Linked DNA regions of Sus scrofa: region 1 is linked to region 2. Evidence: chromatin contacts called from public HiChIP or PLAC-seq data. All regions are on one chromosome and are shown on one strand. The core of a region is the stretch at or near the end of the contact, and the rest is flanking DNA. Distances in the headings are between cores, read along the strand shown. Region 1 overlaps C13H3orf62. Region 2 overlaps PRKAR2A (protein kinase cAMP-dependent type II regulatory subunit alpha).

The links. HiChIP or PLAC-seq counts read pairs in DNA pulled down with a chosen protein or histone mark.
Region 1: a contact with region 2 is called in an H3K27ac HiChIP or PLAC-seq map of alveolar macrophages. The contact joins two enhancer-like sites. A contact is called at or near these places in 1 of 47 Hi-C or Micro-C datasets (embryonic fibroblasts) and 1 of 2 datasets of contacts at active chromatin or transcription factors (alveolar macrophages).

What each region holds. Positions count from the first base shown.
Region 1 is chr13:31,842,178-31,845,259 of Sscrofa11.1, forward strand. C13H3orf62 reads right to left here. Exons shown (of 4, transcript XM_013981667.2): 4 at 1-3,082. The coding sequence ends at 2,911. It also overlaps a transcript of USP4 not described here. Among named protein-coding and RNA genes, the nearest start is that of C13H3orf62, 5.1 kb to the right of the region's middle. Within about 2 kb of position 1,509, at least 10 of the 83 cell types and tissues checked have an H3K27ac peak or open chromatin away from gene starts, as enhancers often do. A contact at or near this core is called in alveolar macrophages, where this site is marked.
Region 2 is chr13:31,473,672-31,477,035 of Sscrofa11.1, forward strand. PRKAR2A (protein kinase cAMP-dependent type II regulatory subunit alpha) reads right to left here. Exons shown (of 11, transcript NM_214258.2): 2 at 203-238. Among named protein-coding and RNA genes, the nearest start is that of PRKAR2A, 42 kb to the right of the region's middle. Within about 2 kb of position 1,985, at least 2 of the 83 cell types and tissues checked have an H3K27ac peak or open chromatin away from gene starts, as enhancers often do. A contact at or near this core is called in alveolar macrophages, where this site is marked.

The DNA.
Region 1 (3,082 bases), core at 259-2,758, 370 kb after region 2:
GGTGCTCAGCCCTCTTTCCCAAGGGCCGCTGTCTCTGCTGCTGGCAGAAAAAAAAAAATCCTCTCATTTCAGTTTTGTAGGGTTAGGGCTAGATTCCCATTCCCCGTAGCCATCCCCTCTGTAAAGCCTCTCCAGGGGAGTAAGAACGAAGTTCTGAGAAACAGCTCTGTGAGACTTAAAGCTTCCATCCATGAGGGTCCAACACCTTCAGAGAAGGATAAGGCCCTTGTCAGGGTCCTGCTGAGCCTGTGGCATAAGGCTTGTAGACCAGAGGGGTCTGTATCCAGAAATGTTTTATTACTCTGTAGGCCTTGGACCTGTCCCCGTGTGTGTAAACTGTGAAGGGTACCTCTGGGCATGTATCTGGTGAAGGATGCCCAAGACTGGTTGTTGGAGATGAGAGTTTTAAAAAAAACAACTCTAATTTCTTCTCTCTACAGACATGTCTACATGTCCTCTGCAAACTTAACAATACAGACAAAAAAGACCAAAACCCTCCTTGGTCCCTCCATAACAATTTTATGCATGCATGCTCATACTTACATTTCACAAACTTGGGATCAACTGCATTTAAAAAAAAAAAAAAACATTTTAAAATGTATTTGGAATAAACTCAGATTTACAGGAAAGTTGCAAAGATAGTTTAAATATGTCCTTCACCCAGCTTCTCTTAATGTTAACATCTTGCATAACTATGGCATATTTGTCAAAACTAAGAAACTAACATAAATACATTAATAATAGCTAAACTTGAACCTGTATTTATACTTCATCCATTTTTCCATTCATGTCCTCTCTGTTCCAGGACGAATCCAGAATACTGTGCTGCATTTAGCCATTCTGTCTCCTCAGAGTCTGCTGCTGTGTGACAGTTTTTGACTCTGACAGTCTTGGCTTTGACAGTCTTGAGGACTGTCCAGGTAGCCTGTAGAATATCCCCCAATCTGGGTTTATCTGACGTTTGTGTCATGATTGGCCTGAGGATGGGGGTTTTTGGTGGGAATACTGTGGAAACCAATAAAAACCAACCTTTTATTACCGCTTCCAGTCAGGTCTGGGTGACGTGCACAGGACACCATGGGTGGTGCTCATCTTTGCCAGTTGGTTAAGTGATGTCTGCCAGGCTTCTCCATGTAATCTACTCTCTTTCTCTGTCCCTGTTCTAGTCCTTCGGAGCAAGTCACTAAGTCCAGCTCACCCTCAAGGGGTGGTGAAGCGCAAGGATTGTTGGGGATGGGGATTAAGCTTCACCTCTGTGGGAGAGTATACACATCAATGCATATTATTTGGAACTCACTGTTGGGAGACCTGTTTTTTTGACTATCAAGTAGTCTGAAGTCTCTCCATCTAGATGGCCCCTTCTTCCCCTGAGAGGGGCAGCAAAAGGCTGTGAGCATTTCTTCTCATTTGCTCCTATCCTTCCTCCTCAGGGAGAAAAAACTGGTGCTCAACTTCCCAGTCTGTGAGCGTTTTTGAAGGGTGCCACCTGCTGCAAGGATTGAGCATTAGATGGCTTGGGAGGAGTCTCTGGTTAGCCTGTCCTGCCCTCTAACCTAGCAGGGCAGTACTGGTGACTGTACCCACAGCAAAGGCCTATCCCATGAAGTGACCAGAATCTAGTTCTAGGGATGCAGGCATGGGCCCAGCCTTGCACTGCTGAGTAGGTGCAAGGCCTCCAATTGGGAGCCTAGAGAAATATCCAGACTTTTGGTAAAGGGGTGTTGCCAGCTCTGCAGCCTGCCCTATGCTGGGTCACTAGCCAAAAATATGGCCAGGTCCTCACCTAGGCCTTCCTCCCCAGCTCTTTGGTTTATTTGGGTTTTGGGTCTCACAGCTTCTGCACCAATCTCCTCACACCCATCCTCCCCTAAGAGCCTAGGAGGTGGCCACTTCCCTGAGACTCAGTTTCTGGGAGGCATCATACCTTGCCCAACAAATTATTAGGTTTCCTGAAAGAACATCATGGTTTTGAGAGTTTTGTCCAAAAGTTTCTAATGATGTCCTTTCTCTCTAAGGGTGAGGCTAGAACCAGCCCTGCTAAACTCTTGCTGCTATGCTGACCTCAGAGGGCAGTGGCCTGTCTCCTCCTTCACTCCCTGCCTGTTTTGCCCCAGGAGGGTCATTATCATGGGAACCACCTCTGGCCTCCAGGGTGTCCAGGGCTGGAGTGGGGTAGATGAGGCTCAGGCATGAAGTGGATGGGCAAGACCCGTGCTTATCCCTCTCTATGCCCCCTCAACAGAGGGCCTAGATGTTTGACTTGGGATGTGTGGTAGAGCAGCCTCATGGGAATGTCCTGTCAGGAGGAGACCAGGGATGCAGCCAGCTACTCTGACATAAGGAGGCCTTTGAGCTGGGCAAGGGCAAGGATGAAGGGGTTGAGGGTCTGGACATGAGGAGGGCACTGGGCCCAGGCAGGAGACAGGTAGTCTTGTGTGCAGAGTGTGCAAATGTGGCAGATGCCTGGGCCAATTCTTCCATACAGGCTCAAGCAGGCCTGGGATGGGCTGGTCATAAGGGGTACAGAAAGCCCACACTGGTTTTTGGCCCCCATTCTTTTCCAGGGGCCCATGGGAAAAAACATCAAGAAACACACCAGAGGTCCATGACCTGCACCTGCCTTGGGTATTGGGTATATTGAATAACAATTAAAAAAAACAGTCAAGATATCAAAAAAAGTAAAGGAAAAAAACAAAGAAACATTTCAAAGCAACAGAACAAAAAAGAACAAAAAAAAAAAATGGGGCTCTCAGCTTAAAAAGGGACACAACTAGAAATTTAAAAGGCTGGGGTAATTCAGATTTTGGCAAGCCTTTGAAGAATGTGGCACCAATGACAACTGTGAATGCCAGGCACAGACGCTCTAAGTCAGCCTCCTGCTGTAAAGATCAAAGCTGAAGTCAACTGTCCTTACTCAATTTGGTATTTAAAAGAGGTCATCAAATTGTAGTCCTCTTCCAGGTCCAGAACTGTCTCCACGATATTGTGGTCCTCGAAAGCCTGCTTGAGGCTGCCAGGGTCCGCATCTGAGGCCTTCTGAGGGCTCTCATCCACCAGCAGGGCCCAGGCTTCCTCCTTAAAG
Region 2 (3,364 bases), core at 735-3,234:
AACATGCTAATTATAGTAATATAAAAACATGTACATATGTACTCAGAACTTAAAATGAAATAGAAAGAAGGAATCATAGGTAATTTTTATAATGTTCTGTAATGCTATCAACTTATCTTTTTATTAAAAAGATCAATTTATTTTAAGGTAATCCTATCTTAAAATAGCATTTTAGTAATATATTATGAAAAAGAACACATACCTGATACTCGCCGATCAAATCTGCTAGGAATTGGAACTGCAAAACAAAGAAACGACATTTAACCATCATTATGTCACATGACCCCATCTCTCCCTTTTTTTTGCAAAGATCTGTGTCAACAGAACTAAGCACCTCATACCAAGTGGTGGGTCAATTTATACTCTTCCTTGGAGTTCCCATCACGGCACAGAGGAAATGAATTCCACTAGGAACCATGAGGTTGTGGGTTCTATCCCTGGCCTTGCTCAGTGGGTTAACAATCTGGTGTCGCCGTGAGCTGCGGTGTAGGTTGCAGCCGAGGCTCGGATCTGGCATTGCTGTGCCTGTGGCTTACGCCAGCAGGTGTAGCTCCAATTAGATCCCTAGCCTGGGAACCTCCATATGCCATGGGTGCGGCCCTAAAAAGCAATAAAAAATTATACTCTTCCATAATCAACCACAGATAGTGGTTCAACATGATCACATAAAAACAGTATAAAGAATAACATATGTCTTTGAATACAAGCTATTTATAACTTCAACATACTCAGTGGCAATTTTATTTCTGCTCACATCAAGTTCCATACAATCTGTATCACACCAAATGAATAAAAAACCTATTAAATTTACTAGTACTGTTATGACATCAAATAGTTACATTTTCTTCTATTAAAGATAATCCCCAAACGTGCTAGCTAATCGCATTTACATTTCATTTTAAATTTTTTAATGAGTATTACTAAAATGAAAAATTAAGCATTAAGTTATACTCTCCCTAAATATGGGTGGGTTTTCTCCGCCCATTGTCAGAGTATTAATGAGAAAAATGTATCCCATGTCTTTAGGTTAAAAAAAAAAAAAAGTTTTCTTATTGCTAATTTTTTTCTACTTTTCACCTATCATTCCTTATATTTGATAGTTATCTAAATTCTTACCACTAAGCTATATCATTGAACAAAGTGATTTTTTTAACCTTAAAAGATTATTCTACTTTCATTTAAAAATGCATAATATGCCATATAAACCCTCCAAAAAACCCCAGAAATTTGAGAATTATGAAAAACAAATTGAAAATGGCTCAGCCAAAGTTTAACATGAGGCCTTTGAAATAAATATAGACCCTGAGGTTCCCATCGTGGCTCAGTGGTTAACTAATCCGACTAGGAACCATGAGGTTGCAAGTTCAATTCCTGGCCTTGCTCAGTGGCTTAAGGATCCGGCATTGCCATGAGCTGTGGTGTAGGTAACAGACCGGCTCGGATCTGGTGTTGCTGTGGCTCTGGCATAGGCTGGTGGCTACAGCTCCGATTGGATCCGTAGCCTGGGAACCTCCATATGCCATGGGAGCGGCCCTAGAAAAGGCAAAAAGACAAAAAAAAAAAAAAAAAAAGAAAAAGAAAAGAAAAGAAATATAGACCCAGGAAGGAGGCAAATGCTCATTTATCCTAATAGGATTGGATTATTTTTTTACATAGCATGGAGTCAAAGTCATGTTACTGGAACCATCAGACAAATATTCAGTTAAAAACTCCAGCCATTCCTGATAGAAAGTACCTACAACTTGGAGCTCCTATCGTGGCTCAGAGGTAACAAATCTGACTGGTATCCGTGGGGACATACAATCCCTGGCCTCACTCAGTGGGTTAAAGATCTGGTGTTACCGTAAGCTGTGATATAGGTCATAGACGCAGCTTAGATCCTGAGTTACTGTGGCTGTAGGTAACAGCCAGCAGCTGTAGGTAATAGGCCAGCAGCTACAGCTCCGATTCAACCCCTAGCCTGGGAACTTCCCTACGCCATAGGGTGTGGCCCTGAAAAAAAAAAAGAAAGGACCTACAACAAGCTCTCACTACTTCCTCAATAAGAGAGTGGACTAGTCAAAATTAATCCATCCACCAGGAAAGAAAGTGATAAATTCAGTTCAACAAATACAGGCAGAATGCCTAGTATGTGCCATGCACTATAGTAAACAATTTGGGATACATCAGTAAACAACACAAAGATCTCCTGTGATTTCATGGAGCTTGCATTCTAGGTTGGAGGATGTGGGAGGGTTTCTTTTTTATTTTCCAATATTTTTTTGGCTGTACACATGGCATGTGGAGGTTCCTGGGCCAGGGATCAAACCTGCGTCATGGCAGCAATCCAAGCTGCTGCAGTGACAAGGGAATTCCCTGGAAAAGTTTCCTTTGATCATGTGCTTGTCACTCAGGTAGACAGATGAAATGTACACCAGCTTTAAGTCCTGAACCTAGGGCTCATGGGATTTCCAAAATTAAAACCCCATTAAACATTAGTATAAACCTAAAATTATAAAGCACACAGTGAAACAACTTAGCATGGATGTTATCAGGAGACAAATCAAACAAAAGATTAGATATCAAGCTTATAGAGCTATTGGAATTCCTGATGTGGCAGCAAAAGGATCAGCGGTGTTTCTGGAGCACTGGAGCAGTGGGTTAAGGATCCAGTATTAACCTGGTACTGTACCCAGCTCCGTACAGTGGGTTAAGGATGTGGCACTGCTGCAGCTGTGGAGTAGGTTGCAACAGTGGCTTGGATCTAATTTCTGGCCTGGGAATTCCACATGCTGCAGGGTGGTCAAAAAAAAAATAAAATAAAATAAAAGATTATAGAACTATTGTAAAATAAGAATAGTATGTCTGAAACAAAGAGATAAAAGAAGGAATAAAAAATTTTAAGTTCAGGAGTTCCCTTCATTGCTCCGTGGTTAACGAATCCAACTAGGATCCATGAGGACTCAGGTTCAATCCCTGCCCTCGCTCAGTGAGTTAAGGATCTGGCGTTGCCGTGAGCTGTGGTGTAGGTCGCAGACGTGGGTCGGATCCCGTGTTGCTGTGGCTCTGGTGTAGGCTGGCGGCTACAGCTCCGATTCAACCCCTAGCCTGGGAACCTCCATATGCTGCAGGAGCGGCCCAAGAAATGGCAGAAAGACAAAAAAAAAAAGAAAAAAAGGATCCGGAGTTGGAGTTGCTGTTGCTGTGGGGTAGGCCGGTGGCTACAGCTCTGATTCAACCCCTAGCCTGGGAACCTTCATGTGCCGAGGGTATGGTCATAAAAAGCAAGAAAAAAAAAAAAAAAGAAAAAGAAATTTAAATGCATACACATGAAACTGATACAACATTGCTAAGTCAATTATACTCCAAAAAAATTTGAAAAAAA